3 separate regions of the Mus musculus genome follow, and all the other regions are linked to region 1. Evidence: chromatin contacts called from public HiChIP or PLAC-seq data. All regions are on one chromosome and are shown on one strand. The core of a region is the stretch at or near the end of the contact, and the rest is flanking DNA. Distances in the headings are between cores, read along the strand shown.

What was found. HiChIP or PLAC-seq counts read pairs in DNA pulled down with a chosen protein or histone mark.
Region 2: a FOXA1 HiChIP or PLAC-seq map of pancreatic cancer cells shows a contact between it and region 1. The contact joins two enhancer-like sites. A contact is called at or near these places in 1 of 39 promoter capture datasets (embryonic stem cells), 4 of 115 datasets of contacts at active chromatin or transcription factors (embryonic stem cells and pancreatic cancer cells) and 2 of 9 other capture datasets (embryonic stem cells and liver).
Region 3: a FOXA1 HiChIP or PLAC-seq map of pancreatic cancer cells shows a contact between it and region 1. The contact joins two enhancer-like sites. A contact is called at or near these places in 2 of 115 datasets of contacts at active chromatin or transcription factors (embryonic stem cells and pancreatic cancer cells) and 2 of 9 other capture datasets (embryonic stem cells and macrophages).

Annotation. Positions count from the first base shown.
Region 1 is chr5:32,343,371-32,348,272 of GRCm38.p6, reverse strand. It overlaps Plb1 (phospholipase B1), which reads right to left. Exons shown (of 59, transcript NM_001081407.1): 48 at 3,362-3,429; 49 at 2,854-2,897; 50 at 2,537-2,636. All of the region lies in intron 1 of Gm36840 (a long non-coding RNA gene), which reads left to right. Among named protein-coding and RNA genes, the nearest start is that of Gm36840, 9.0 kb to the left of the region's middle. Within about 2 kb of position 1,897, at least 168 of the 459 cell types and tissues checked have an H3K27ac peak or open chromatin away from gene starts, as enhancers often do. A contact at or near this core is called in pancreatic cancer cells, where this site is marked.
Region 2 is chr5:31,599,690-31,604,591 of GRCm38.p6, reverse strand. The region is part of intron 2 of Gm38424 (a long non-coding RNA gene); the gene reads right to left. Among named protein-coding and RNA genes, the nearest start is that of Gm38424, 5.2 kb to the right of the region's middle. Within about 2 kb of position 1,986, at least 197 of the 459 cell types and tissues checked have an H3K27ac peak or open chromatin away from gene starts, as enhancers often do. A contact at or near this core is called in pancreatic cancer cells, where this site is marked.
Region 3 is chr5:31,635,200-31,640,101 of GRCm38.p6, reverse strand. The region is part of intron 7 of Rbks (ribokinase); the gene reads left to right. All of the region lies in intron 2 of Gm38424 (a long non-coding RNA gene), which reads right to left. Among named protein-coding and RNA genes, the nearest start is that of Mrpl33, 24 kb to the right of the region's middle. Within about 2 kb of position 3,006, at least 95 of the 459 cell types and tissues checked have an H3K27ac peak or open chromatin away from gene starts, as enhancers often do. A contact at or near this core is called in pancreatic cancer cells, where this site is marked.

The DNA.
Region 1 (4,902 bases), core at 648-3,147:
TATGGGCCAGTATCAAGTGAGCCGAGTCTGTGGTGTTGTCTAGTCCCTTGATGGACTCATTCCTCAGGGCACAGGGTTTACACCATTTCAGGCTATGCTCTCTCTCACTAACTCAGAATGAATGCAGTTTTGCTTGTTGTTTAACAAAAGGGAAGTTAGCTGTTGAATAAAACTGTGAAACTAAATAGCCCAAATAACAGCAAATTTTTGTATGCATGTGGAGTACTTAGTCCTAAATTCTTTCTAAAGTTTATCTCCTTTAATCCTATGACGGCTCTGAGGGACAGGTACTATGATTAACCTCATTATAGAGGAGAAATCCAAGACTCAGAGATGCTAAGAAACTTGGTCAAGATCACATAGTCTTACAGGTTTGAGGAAAGATTTGAACACAGAAGATCTGACCTCTGTGTACCTGCCTCATGTGTACATGACTGCTGGGGATTCAAACTTGGAGCCTTGGATTCCCCCCCCCCCCCCGTGAACTCATACTTATCCACGCTGATAAATGACAGAGTAGACATAAGAGAACGATTCCCAAACTTTACTCAAACTTTGCTTCCCCCAACACTGGACACTTTGTGTCAATGATGTCTCCTACTACTGCCTCTGCTCAGGCAGAGGTGCAGGGCAGGGTGGGAAGGGGAGGGGAGGGGAGGGGAGGGGAGGGGAGGGGAGGGGAGGGGAAGGGAGGCGGGAGACTGAAGAGAGACAGCTCAGTGGGTAAAGTGCTCGCTATGCAAGCGTGAGGACCTGCGTTGGAATCCGCAGTGCCCATGTAAAAGCCAGGCACAGCAGTGTACCCCTGTACTCTCCTTGGGGTAGAGACGGTGCACCCTTGAAATTCACTAGCCAGCTAACTAGCCATATTGGTGAGCTCCAGGCTCAGAGGGAGACTGGGTCTCAAAATACAAAGTGAGGAGGGCAGCGAGTTGGTTCAGTGAGGGAAAGTGCTTGCTACACACAAGCCTGAAAACCCAGAGTCTGAGTCCTGGAAGTCCATGATGGAAGGAGAGAACTGGCTTCTCAAAGATGACCACGCACCTCCCACGTGTATACACACCACACACAAATAATAACATCAGAGGGCTGGAGAGAAAACTCAGCAGTTAAAAATGTTTGCTTGCAAAGGACAAGCATTCAGTTTTCATGCCAAGCAGCTTATAGCCGTCTGTGTCTCTAGCTCTAGGGACCCCCAACCCTCTCTTCTGGCCTCTGCAGGCACAGGAGGGCACACAGGCACACACACATGCACACAAAAGAAATCTTTGAAAATTTAATGCTGGTGAGTTATTGATTGGAATATGACATTGTCCTCTGGCCTCAACTTGTAGGAGCACAAGGAGTACATGTATACATGTACCTGAATGCACATACCCACATGCCCCCTCCCAAAGAGAGAGGAGGAAGGGAAGAGAAGAGGAGAAGAAGGAGGAGGAGGAGGAGCACTGACAGAGCCTGGTGATCAAAGCCTGGGCTCCATGCATATGACAGTAACTATGTGGAGGAGGAGTGGGAGCACTGACAGGCTGAGGAACCAGGCCCTGGTGAACAAAGCCTGGGTTCTATGATCATGACAGTTACTAGGAGGGGGAGGAGGAGGAGGAGGAGGAGGAGGAGGACTGACAGACTGAGGAGCCAGCCCTAAAGCCTGGGCTCCATGCTCAGGACAGTAATCCTAACAGTCACTAGGTGCTAGAACGCCCACAGGGCCCAGTGTTTTGTAGACAAAGTAGTCCTTCCTCATGTGACACTGAGGAGCTATCACGGCTTCTGCAGCATGGAGATTCACACTGAGCCCTGGGTCCTGGTTAGGCTTCCAAAAGGAATGTTCTCTGTAAGCAGAGTGAGTCAAGCCTGTGCCGTCTCCCTGGTGACAAGAACACAGCAGCGATCCTTCTGCAAAGCAAATACCCAGCACGCTCTATGCTCTGTGCTCTGCTCCGTGCAGGAAGTCAATGAACCCAGTCAGACATTTCAGCTTTCATTACCTGGGTTTCTGTCAACAACAGAGAGCCCAGAGAAAACAACCACTGCTGAGCTATGTGAGGGGCCCTGACAGCCAACTGTCAAGGATATGAGACAAGACAGAGAAAAGCAGAGGAAGCGAACTGAGCGATTCACGATGTTGTGAGCCACTCTGAACAGATGGCTCATGTCCCTGAGAGACAGGAGGTGGGACTGGAGCCAGCAGGGACAGAGCCTGCTTGTGTAGTAGACGGGCTCCTATTGCCCCTTTAACAGTGCAGTGGTCAGGGCTATGTTCAGGAATGGTTTGATCCAGGTTCTTCCCTCATAACTTTCTAGGTGACTTTGGCTGTTTAAGAATGTCTCTAGCCACAGAGCCCACACCATAGTACCTGTGCCCAACGGTGTACAGATTACAGGAGATATTCACGTGGAAGATCTGATGCAGGTCCAGCACTCAGGGATGCTCTGCGTACCGAGGTTACGACCCAGCTGGGTCCTAGACACTTCCCCTTGCTGTTCCCAAATTCCCACCTTAATCTCTTTGCTAGTCCCCACATCAACTCACTGAGCTCTGGCTCCTTCTTCTGCCACATTTAATCCTGCCTTGTTGTCCAGGGTACCAGTAGAGAATCCAGTGATGGAAGGGTTGAACTTCTTCAGGATGTCTTTAGAGAGGGATGAAGCAAAGAGCACAGCTGAAAGGAACTGAGGTGGGCATGTAGTTTGGAAGCACATGTGGGTGGGAGTGTGTGTGTGGGTGCTTATCCCTCTGGGGCTGGCCGATTTCCTCCCCTGCAGACAGTGCCCTCTTTCCCCCACTGTAGGCAGAAGCCCTTAGTCTCAGTGAGGGTTATGGTGGACATTTTGGTGAGGGATACTTACTGGGAAGTGTGGTATGGGTCTCCAACTTTCCATCTCCTCCAATGCTGAGGAAGAGAAAGTAACTTTGTCAGTCAATGTTGCACTGACCTTCGGCCTCCTGGGCTGTCACAGGTAGGAGTCAGGACAGAGGGATTCTGTCCTTGAGGCATTTCTCCTTCCACCCTCAGAGCTAACCCAAGCATCACCCAGTCTCTTTGGATATCAGAGTTGGGCCATGTGGACTAGGCCTACCCCTGAGCAGGTGGTGGGGAATCCACTTGCTATACCTCTTTTGTTTGTTTGTTTGTTTTGTTTTGTTTTGTTTGAAACAGGGTTTCTTTCTGTAGCCCTGGCTGTCCTGGAACTCTGTAGACCCACTCTGTAGACCTGGCTGGCCTTGAACTCACAGAGGTCCGCCTGCCTTTGCCGCCTGAGTGCTGGGCTTAAAGGCTTATGCCACCAGTGCCTGGCTTCTTATACCTCTTTAGGGGACTATTATCTGTAGAGAGTGAGCCAAGAGCACTCTTACCTCCAAGACAGCCCCCTCCAGGGCGTGGCTAGCCTTTTATATCCACTTGGCCGAGCTCCGGTGGCTGTCTGTGGAGAGCAAAGAGAAGCTTTAAAAAGGGTTGAACTGGGTGGTGGCGCACGCCTTTAATCCCAGCACTTGGGAGGCAGAGGCAGGAGGATTTCTGAGTTTGAGGCCAGCCTGTCTACAAAGTGAGTTCCAGGACAGCCAGGGCTATACAGAGAAACCCTGTCTTGAAAAAAAAACAAAAACCAAACCAAACCAAACCAAACCAAAACCAAAACAAAACAGAAAAGGGTTCCCTGTAGCAATGTAGCTTGAGGACTTCCCGGGGCCTCTGGCCCTCGAATTGCGGCTGGCACTCAGATTAGTCTTTGTTAGGGAAGGTCCCACTCTTCTCTATGCCTACTCTCTTCTCTGCTGTCTGCGTTCCCCCCAGACTCTCGCTTGGTCCTGCTGATCTCTTCTGATGCTTCCCTAGCCCCAGTGAAGGTCCTTTAATTTGTCCATCATACCCTTGGAGACATTCACATGCCTGCAGTGGACAACACTGGCATCCCATCTGACTTCATAGGTACCACAGGCTCCCTTCCTGCCATCAAGGTTCATCTCCAGGGTCCAAAGCAAAACACTGTCCCCAGTGTGGATGCCATAATCCAGCATCCCCGTTCTGTCCCTCTGCTTCCCACTTTCTTTGTTTTTTGAGACAGGGTTTCTCTGTGTGGCCCTGGCTGTCCTGGAGCTCAGTGTGTAGACCAGACTGGCCTTGAACTCAGAGATCTGTCTGCCTCTGCTCCCAAGTGCTGGAACGAAAGGTGTGTGTCACCATCTCCTGGCGCTTTCTTGCAGAGCCTCCATGGAGGAACACAGGCCTGTCACTTCTTTCAAAGCCCAGGGCCCTGAGCTGTGCTGCTCTGTCCTTGCCCTCCCCTTCCTTCTCCCTTCCTGGAGTGTTGCTCCCACTCCCCACCCCGCCCCAGCGACCTCTAGTTTATTCTCTCCTATCTCTGACCACACCTCTCCTTGCTGTCCCCTCCAGTTCAGGGTCAAAGCCAAGCCCCTCTTCCCCAGTGGGGACGCATACTCTGCAGCCCACCTCCCCCTTTTGCTTCGTCTTTCTCATTTCTTTTCTATGAAGATTTCTTAGGCTGCCTTCTTTTATTTTTTTTTAAATAATAAAAAAGAAGCATTCTACCTTTGAAATTTACCAAAGTAACGCATGCTCACCATAACCAGTTAAACAAAGATTAAAAACAAACAAACAAACAAGCAAAAGAACAACTTAATCCTACCACAGGAGTCTTTCACCAAGGCTTTGGGGTACAACTCAGCTAGCAGGGTTCTTGCCTGGTATGCATGAAGGCCTGGGTGGGTTCTCAGTGTTGGGTTTGATAGTATATACCCATAATCCCAGCACTCCAGAGATAGAGGCACAAGGGTTGGGAGTTACAGGAAGTCTGAGGCTAGCTTGGGCGACTTGAGATCTTCTCTCAAATTAAACAATCAATATTGGGCCGAGTAGCTCATGCCTATAAACCAGC
Region 2 (4,902 bases), core at 737-3,236, 740 kb after region 1:
TGCTAGTTTTATGTCAACTTGACCCAAGCTAGAGTCATCTGAAAGGAGGGAACCTCAACTGAGAAACTGCTTCCATAAGATCCGGCTGTAGAGCCTTTTCTTAATTACTGATTGATGGAGGAGAGCCGAGGCCATTGTGGGTGGCGCTATCCCTGGTTTCTGTATGAAAGCAAGCTAAGCAAGCCATGAGTGAGCAAGCCAGTAAGCAGCACTCCTCCATGGCCCCTGCATCAGCTTCTACCTCTAGGTTCCTGTCCTGACTTCCTTTGATGTGGAAGCCTAAGCCAAATAAACCCTCTCCTGCCCAAGTTGCTTTGATCATGGTGTTTCATCACAGCAGTAGTAATCTTAACTAAGCCACCATCTCTTTGGAGGAAGCAGCTTTTAAAGATTCAAATGGCCTAAATGTAATCTGGTACTCAGCTAGAAGGGAAAGCCAGGGTCCTTGCTTCAACTAGTGATCTGAAACAAAAGGAGGCAAAGCCTTTGGTAAGAGAGAGAAGTGGGGTCCTTCTCCAGCCGGATGCAAAGCCTTTCCGAAGATGCTGTCTATGACTCGTGCTGGCTGGGCCAATTCAGTTTGGTATGTGGAGAACTACACGGTTGCCTCCACGTAGGTTGCAGTTCCAAGAGTCACTCATGAGCTCCGGACTTAAAGGTTAATGAGATAAAACCATCCATAAATCAGGGTGATGGCTGACACAAGAAGGCCCCCAGCTCCTGCCCCACTGCACTAACACCATAATTGCTCTATTTCAGGCTGTCCAGATGATCACATTTGATTGCATACCCCTGTATGTGAACAAGTGTATAATCATAAAATGTGCACTTAAATTATAAGCTACCTTGCTCAAGGCTTCTTTCTAAATTTAGTTATTCGATGCCAAGGAGAAAAGGGGCCAATCATATATTAACCAAATTAATCATCTCAGAATGAACTGACTTGGGGAAAGATTTAGAAGTGAATTTTCCCACACAGGACAGAATTCTATATGTTACATTCAACATATATGTTCTAGGTGCTGCTGAGATGGCTCAGGGGGTAAAGCGCTTACTGCTCTTGCTCAAGGAGCTATATCTGAATGCCTATAAATAATAGTAGTAATAATAATAATGATAATAATAATAATTCCAGGCATATCTGGACCCCTAGCACTGGGCATGGGAAGATACAATAGATCCTAGGAACTTACTGGTCAGCCAAATTCTGTGTACCTCCACAGCTTCTTTTCTTTTCAGTGAAAGTCAGAAGATAGCATTATGAAGTTTATTCTCTCCTTCTACCTGTATCTAGGCCTCAGAAATTGAATTTAAGTGATTGCTACACTATTGTGGCAAGTGCCCTTTACCCACTGAGCCATCATGCCCCATATATATATACATATATACATACATACATACATATATATGTACACACACACACACACAAGCATGCACGCACATCTAAGATACACTGGACTGAAACATCACCCCAGCTACACGTGTGTGTGTGTGTGTGCGTGTGTGTGTTTGTATGTGTAATGGAAAAGAGAAAATGACACATAGCTCATTTCTAATGGCTAGATGTGTCCTTAAACAGAAAGTGCATTCCCCAAGGTGTGTTTTGAAGCTGTTGGCACTACAGAAGACATTTTTGGATCTGACACATTCTGATCCCTCTGGCTGGATCCATTTCCCCCTGGAAGAACTCCTGGGAAGCATGATCTAGTGGGAGCAGGTCCTCCAATCAGCCTGTCCCCTTCTGAACACCCCACTGCATGTGTTCCCAGCAGACATGGCTTCAAGTTAATGAAGTTGTGAATGAATGCAGGTGAATCCTAACAGAGAAATTTAGAGGGTCAGAGGGTGAGCCCCATTTCAGTAATAAAGACAGCAAGAAGAGGAAGCTGAGACCTTTCAGAGAGCGGAGTCTTACAGCTGCAGCCCAGGACAGCCCAACCCTGCTGGCCTTGCCTCTGTCCTCAAAGAACAACAGCAGCTTTGCTTGGCCTGTTGCATCAGCTGCTACACTCCACCCTTCCCTTCCCCACCCCAGGAAGTGGTAAGGAGAGTTAAGTAACAGCCTGTGAGGCAACCACTTGGGGCAGCTGGAAATCTGGGGGAGGCTGTCTCTCTCCTTCCAGCCAGGCTCCACCCAACAGTCTCTCTTTAGATTCAAATCCATGGAAAAAGAAGTGCTCAGCTGCCAGAGTCCTCCCCACTCTCCTGACATTGCTTCATCCCTGGTACCCACATGGTAGAGAAAGAAAATAGATTCCTGCAAGTCGTCCTCTAGCCTCCACATGTAGGCCTGTGACATCTGGGGGTGATGTGCAAACACGCACATGCGCGCGCACACACACACACACACACACACACACTAAACAAATAAATAAATGTTAAAAATATTTTAAAAGGCTTTTTAGGACTAGAGGTATGGCGCAGTAGTTAACAGTGCTTACTACTCTTGCAAGACCCTGGTTTGCTTCCAACACCTCATCAGGTTGCTCACAACTCTGGTTCTGGAAGAGGCCAGAAGAGGGAGTCAGATCTCCTAGAGCTGGAGTTGCAGGCCCTTGTGAGCTGCCATGTGGGTGCTAGGAATTGAACCCAGGTCCTATGGAAGAGCAGTCAATAAGTATACTTAACTGCTGAGCCATCACCCCAGCCCCATGTAACCCTGCTGTCCTGTCTCTGACTCCTCAGTGCTGGGACTAAAGGCATGTGCCCCACAACTTTTTCTTAATTAAAAGAAAAAGAACCTATGACAATATACTTGACTCAAAGGCTATATTAGCTATCATTACACACAATTTCTCTATTTTTAAATTATTATTATTGTTATTATCATGAAGATGTTTGCTGAGATAGGACCTTACTCTGTAAACAAGACTAGCCCCTGATCACACAGTAACCCTCCTGCCTCAGCCTATTAAGTGCTGGGGTTACAGGTGTTCTCTACCATACCCAGTTCATGTCTTTTACTGATATACATTGCTGTTAGTCAGGTTCTAGAAGGCTTGAAAGCCAAGGATGGGCTCCTCCCTCATCATCAGCATCTTGTAAAGTGAGGAACCAAAGCTGCAGAACTTAGATTACAGGTTAGAAGAGCAGGCCCGGGTGGAGCCATGACATTCTGAAACTGTCCAAACGACCATACGATTACTATCTAGCTAGAGGTTTTCTGGTAAAGAGCAAAGGCGTACTAATTGTCCCTTCAGAGCTAATCCAATTGAGCCTGTCAAACACCTAGATAAGGAAATGCCCTTAGGAAGCTGTCTGTTCCAGAAACTGTAAGAACGAGCATAAAGCCAACCTAAAATGTAGGTTGAAATACTGGTCTCTCTGGGCATTGTCCAGCTCGCCCCCTCAGTGTTTCCCTCAACAATGGTCTCTTAGCCCCCTCTCACCTTCTCCGTGCTAGATTCTATCTTCTAGGTTGAGGTTTGTGCTGCTTGTCTGATTATGTTTGTGGGCATGCTTGTGCTTGTCACAGGCACGTATGGGACGAGAGGACAACTTTACGGAATCATTTCTCTCTGTGTTAATAGGGATTCCAGAGATTTGAACTCACATTGCTAGGCTTGGGTTGCAAACATTTACCTGATGAGACATTTACCTACCAGCCCGTTTTCTAAATTCTTCCTACATAGATCACCAGACCCAGGGAGCTGAGGGGATCCCAGAGTGAGATCTGAGTTAGAGTCCTAGCTGGTATTCTTCTTGCTGGGTGAAACATGACTTTAATCCCAGCACTTGGGAGGCAGAGGCCAACAGATCTCTGAGTTCCAGGCAGGCAAGAACTACTTCTTTCACCTGTGAGATCAAGGGCTACCAATGTCACCTCAAGAACTATGTGTTTGAACTTTTTCTACATTCTGGGAAACTTGGGCTGCAAGCTCATGGATTAGACAGAGATGTGCAGCACTTGCAGGTCTGTTGAAGGTCATACTCTCTTTGAGCCCCTTCTGAGAGCTGAAAGCCTCTCCAGACTTGAGTACTCAACCAGGTTCTCTTGCTGGTGATTCAATTTCTTCTAACCCCCTTTCTGACTCTGCTCTATACATTTGGGGTTTGGGGAAGGAGATAGCTTTTTGAGGCAGAGTCTATATATCCTAGGTTTGTCTGGAACTCATTGTTTCCTGTGTGCTGAAGATGCCCAGCACCAGAATCCACTGTGCTACCTCCCTCTGCCCCTTGCTCTACCTTTACAATGCATTCCTTCTTAAGTGTTCCTAATTGTCTCAGAAGGACAGGAAGCATCCTTCCTTCCTTTTAGGCAAGTAGACCTGAGGCTTCAAGCTGTTGGCTGAATGCTAGATTTCCTCAGCGTCCTGTGGACACAGTGCTACCCACTGTGGGGTTGGCTCCAGGGCTCATGTGAAGCCAGTAGGAGAGCACCTCAATGTGTCAATGTGTCCCCACTAGTCACAAGCCCCTGTAGAGCTGAGTAAGCCACCCTGGCACCCCCAACCCTTCTCAAAGGAACAACAGTAAGTAAAAGAGGACATGCGAATTAGGCAAGCCAGTGCTGCAGAACAAGGAAAGTGCAGGAGCTCAGAAAAACCATAATGAGGTGGCCCTGTGAGCAGGAGCAGCAGGCAGACTGGGAGGGTGACTGGAGCTGGCTCAGCAAGGGGCCCAAAGCAGCGGACGGAGATCCAGACCAATGTGACCAAATCATCTTCCACTTTGTGTAACAAAGTCATATGTGTCAACTAGAACACAGTCATGTGTTAATTGGAACACAGTCATATATGTGTCTCCTAGAACACACCTGTGTCAACTAGAATACAGTCATGTATGTCAACTAGAGCACAATCATATACGTCAACTCAAAAGTTTCCTTTTTTCACATCCTGCCCCCAAGGAAGAAGGTAAAAAAGATGGCTGCCACAAGATTTGACATTTTCAACTGTTTCC
Region 3 (4,902 bases), core at 1,757-4,256, 710 kb after region 1:
GTGTCTCTGAAATGCAGAAACCCACTGACATTCTACTGTAGCTCCCTGTGATGGTCTGTATATTCCTGGACCAGGGAGTGGCACCATTTGGATGTGTGGCCTTGTTGGACTAGGTGTGACCTGGTTGGAGTAGGTGTGTCACTGTGGGTGTGGGATTAAGATCCTCACCCTAGTTGCCTGGAAGTCAGTCTTCCACTAGCAGCCTTTGGATGAAGATGTAGAACTCTCAGCTCTGCCTATGCCATGCCTGCCTTTGATACTGCCATGCTCCCACCTTGATGATGATGGACTGAACCTCTGAACCTGTAAGCCAGCCCCAATTAAGTGCTATTTTTATAAGACTTGCCTTGGTCATGGTGTCTCTGTTCACAGCAATAAAACCCTGACTAATACACTCCCCTTAGGGGCTGGATAGTGGCTCAGTGGTTCAAGCATACATGCTTTTACTCTTCCAAAGATGCCAGCCCCTATATATGGTAGCTCACTTCCGCCTGGAATAGCCGCAGGAGAATACAACACCCTCTACGTGCACATACACACATCATACACATACACATAGTTACATTTAAAATAAACCTTTAAAATGGTCCTCCTGGCAGTTGGGAGATGCCTCAGTCCTCAGTAGAGCAGAGCACTGGCTGCTCTTCCAGAGGACCTGGGTTTGATTCCCACACCACATGGGGACTCATAAGTGCCAGTTACTCCAGGTCCAGAGGATCCAACATCTTCCTCTGGCCTCCACAGACATCAGACACATACATACAGTATGCACACACACACACACAGGCAAAACATTACTACACATAAATAAATCTATTTGTTAACTAGCCCTCCTTGTCCCAAGAATGACATCTAGAAAAGTCTCTTAAGACTGTGCTGCCAGAGGCTGCCAGAAAAAGACGAGGATTACAGAAGATTCTCCGGCTATGAGGAAAGGACAGGGGCAGAGCAATCACTGAGGCAGCTGACAGAGAGCACGAGCGACATCTGTCATGCCCTGAAGGCTGCCTGAGCTGTATTGCATTGCTTCTACATCAGCAGACCACCTCATTTATTAGCTAATCAGGCAGAATTCAGTACTTGAAATTATCCTTCCTAACCCTGAATGTGATCAGTTGAAAACCCAGGCTCTAACAATCTAATTGTAATTGCTTACCAGAAATGTCATGTTCTTGTTGAAGAACTGAACCAGGGCCAAGCGTGGGCTTTTTTTCCTGTCTTCCCAATACAGAAGAACTGAGTTTACACAGTGCTGCAGGGCGCTATACTTTAGCAGCCCTGGAAGGCATCTGAGACCAGGCCTGTCTCAGAGATAGCCCAAGTGTGGCCACAGAGAAGAGTGGCATGGGATGGAGAAGGAGCAGTCATTTCAGCATCAGTCCAAATAAATAAAATAAATGTTGTCAAACTGCAAAGCCCAGAACGCTGAGCCTGCCATGCCCGTGGTCTTCACTGTTGCTGATGCAGGTGTGCAGGGCAGTCAAAAGGCAGGTGTGTGCGTCATAGACCTGAACATCTGCTTGCTTGTGTAGGAAAATATGACTGCACACTATAGGTTGTACTCTGTGCAACGATACTGTTAATGGTATAAACAAAGAGGTGTGTATGTGTATGAGTGTGTTTACATAATGTACTACAGTGGGTCTCAAGATTCTCCTACCCTCATCATCTCCGAGGACAGGATTGCAGGGATTGTGGTCACATGATACCATACCAGATTTTTAGTTAGGTATGGTGCCATAGACCTGTAATCCCAGCATTTGGGGAGTAGAAGTAGGAGGATTAGGAGTTTAAGGTCAGCCTCAGCTACGTATTGAGTTCAAGGCCAGCCTAAGCTATATAAGACCCTGAAGCAAGCAAGCAAACAAAAAACCTGTATTGAAATTCCATTTGACCCAGGAGATAGTGGTGCACGCCTTTAATCCCAGCATTTGGGAGGCAGAGGCAGACTAATCTCTGAGTTCAAGGCCAGCCTGGTCTATAGAGTGGGATTCAGGACAGCCAGGGCTACACAAAGAAACCCTAGTTGTGGGGGAGGTGAGAACTTCCATTTGTCCCCAGTCTGAACAGCTGCCCTTAAGAAATCAAACAACAGGGACCAGGGAGATCTGGAAAGTGGTTCTCACCAATGTATACTTTAAAAGCCAAGTGTGTGTTTGCAATGCTAGTCCTAGGAAGGCAGAAGCAGGCAAAGCCTTAGGGCTCACAGGCCAGCTTACTCCACCTGTGGGTGGCAGAGGACAACAAGATGGACATTTTGTGGGAAAAACAAACTTCATTCCGTTGGTCTCTGTGGTTTTCAAATGTTTTGGGATCCTGATTCACCTTATGACTGAAGCCAGTTCCCACAGAGTAAACCCAGCCATGGTAATAGAGGCAGAAGTGTAACAACCAAACTCCAAACACAAGTGGCTGCGTGTGTCTTTCGTAGGCTTGTGTACCTGCCTTCTGGTAATTCTCTCTTCAGCAGACAGGCACTGAGAACAGAAACCTACCTTCACTTAAATACCTGCTGGAATGTAATAATAAATATACTAAAAATGAATAGCATAGAATGCATATAAATAATGAGTAATAAATATCCATCGTTCAAATACCTCCCAGCACAATACTCAGGTAGTTTCCCTCTAATGCATACTTTAGAGACCAGCTCCCTTCTGACTGAAACAGGCTCCATATAACCATTCCTGTCAGAGACTGTGAGGCAGGGCATGCTGGATTTGGGTTGTGTAGACAGACCAGGTTCAAGCCATTGGCAGTGAATCACCCGCTCCACCTTTCAGCATAGCTAGAGTCTGCAAACAATTTTGCCCAGTCCCTTCACTGTCCTCACAGTGTAGACCTGGCTCAAGAGCAGGGGGTGAGGCAGTCACTGTGAGGAAGTGGGGACATTATAAATAACCCAGAAAGAAACCCTCTCCTAACAGCAACTGCTGCAGAGCTTGTGGCCTAACAGCTCAGGCGCAGAAAGGCCATGAATACAACATTGTGCAATGACTAATTACTCTAAGCCCTGTGCATGAGTAGAGGTGCGACCTGCGGCTGCTGCTCAGGCTATCAGATGCCTTTGCTGTGTGCTAATCCAACGGCTCCGTATGTTTAGCAGTTCTCAGAGAACAATGATAATAGTTCAAACAGAAGAAAGCAGCTGGTGGAGAGGAGCGCTGGGCAGAGACGGTCTCAGCAAAGCCTGTAGGATACCAAGTCATATTGGAGTAACTGGTTTCTGTCTAGAATGCTGGAGTCACAGGAAGAAAGACTGCTGACCACAGAAGGCAAGGCCAGTCTTTCTAGCCCAATGAGTCACTATCGGACACTTTGTTTTTAAGTGCCATTTATTCGCAGATATGTAAAGTTGTTTAAGCACAAAGCAGATTAACAGTGCAAGAAGAATAGGGCTTTTCTTCTTCTTTTAGCTTGCACTCAGGATTCCTTCCCTCCTTTCTGAATTATAGAATGAATTCATTTACCGCAGACATTTTTGGGCAAATAGAGGTCTTAGCCTATTTTCAGTCTCCATAAGCCATTTTTCTCCTTGGCTTCCTAGACTGCAGGCAACAGGCAAAACAGCTTTCCCCAAATTTCTACCCCCAGCACAGAGTGAGTTTCAGGTAGAAAGTGAAGCTAGAGAAGGGTTCTCAGAGATTGCTGAATATATGGTGTCCCTTTGGGCTCCAGCTTGGACTGGAAGTAGGGTGAGGGGCACGAAGGGGTACAGGGTTGTCTGCTGTGTATGTTATTGGATAAGTCTGCATTTTATATGAGATCTTTTGGATGCAAGTGTTACTTCAGACCACCCCATCAAGATGTTCCAGAATTGGTGTGACTGGCCAGAAAGAGGCCATCACTGACTGGTGAGGCTGAAAGAGAACCCCAATACACGGGCAGGCCCATGGGGAGCCAGCAAATGACCTCTGTCAATCCAGGAGCCATGTGTCACCAATCAGAGGGCAGCCAACCTGAACACCACAGCCCTGTACACGGGGAAACCTGAGAGCTCTCAGAGTACTGTATCCAGCAGGGGCTTCTCTTGGCTGTGACTCAATTTTAAATAAAATCCCAGTGATACGGTTGTTATTATCACCTGTTATCTTACAAATAAAGGCAGGGTACCAACAAGCGAAGAATCTAGAGCTTTTTGCTGCACAGTAGTTGAAGTATAATCAATGTAGTGAAAACAGGGAGACCAGTGTCCCCTTTAATCTCACCTCGGCCTCTTTGGGCCTGAGAACACTGGAGCATTAGCTCCCTTTGGTTTCACACTTGACCTCCCATTCATCCTTCTCACCCATCTAAATGAAAGCAAGCCTCAGCCCAGAAACCCTGTTCCAGATAGAAATACATAATTCAAGAGAAATACTGATGTCAAAGAAGAGGCACACCAATCTGTGTCAGCGCTCACTGTAAATTAGAGAGGAGTACAGGGAGAGTTTAATGTAATGTAGAATGGAAATTAAAACAGAGCCAATATTTAGGCATTCCTCCGCCTCCCTTCCCCTGCTGTGACACAAAGCATTGACTTTCTCTCTGCCAAGCACTAATGTCATATGTTGTGGGGTTTTTTCTTTCTTCTTCTTTTTTCTTTTTCTTTTTTCTCCTACTGGGATTCTTCTCTAAGTGAAACGTTACATGTTTGTCTCTGGCATCTAAAATTTGACCTTTTCACCTGTTCTGTTCTGATCACAATAGCAAAACTCAGACTTTTCCCTGTCTTCCAATCTACACCCCTCATGTTAGCAGCAGAGAACGGCCCCCTGCCTGCTCAGCTTCACTCTTCCCTCTTCCCTGACACCGCCTAACAACGTGGCCTTTCTGTGCTCTCTTTATCAGAAGCTGAAAAAAATAAAATAAAATAAAGGTTGACAATGAACATTTCGCAGTGGGAAGCTGGGCAAAGTGTTC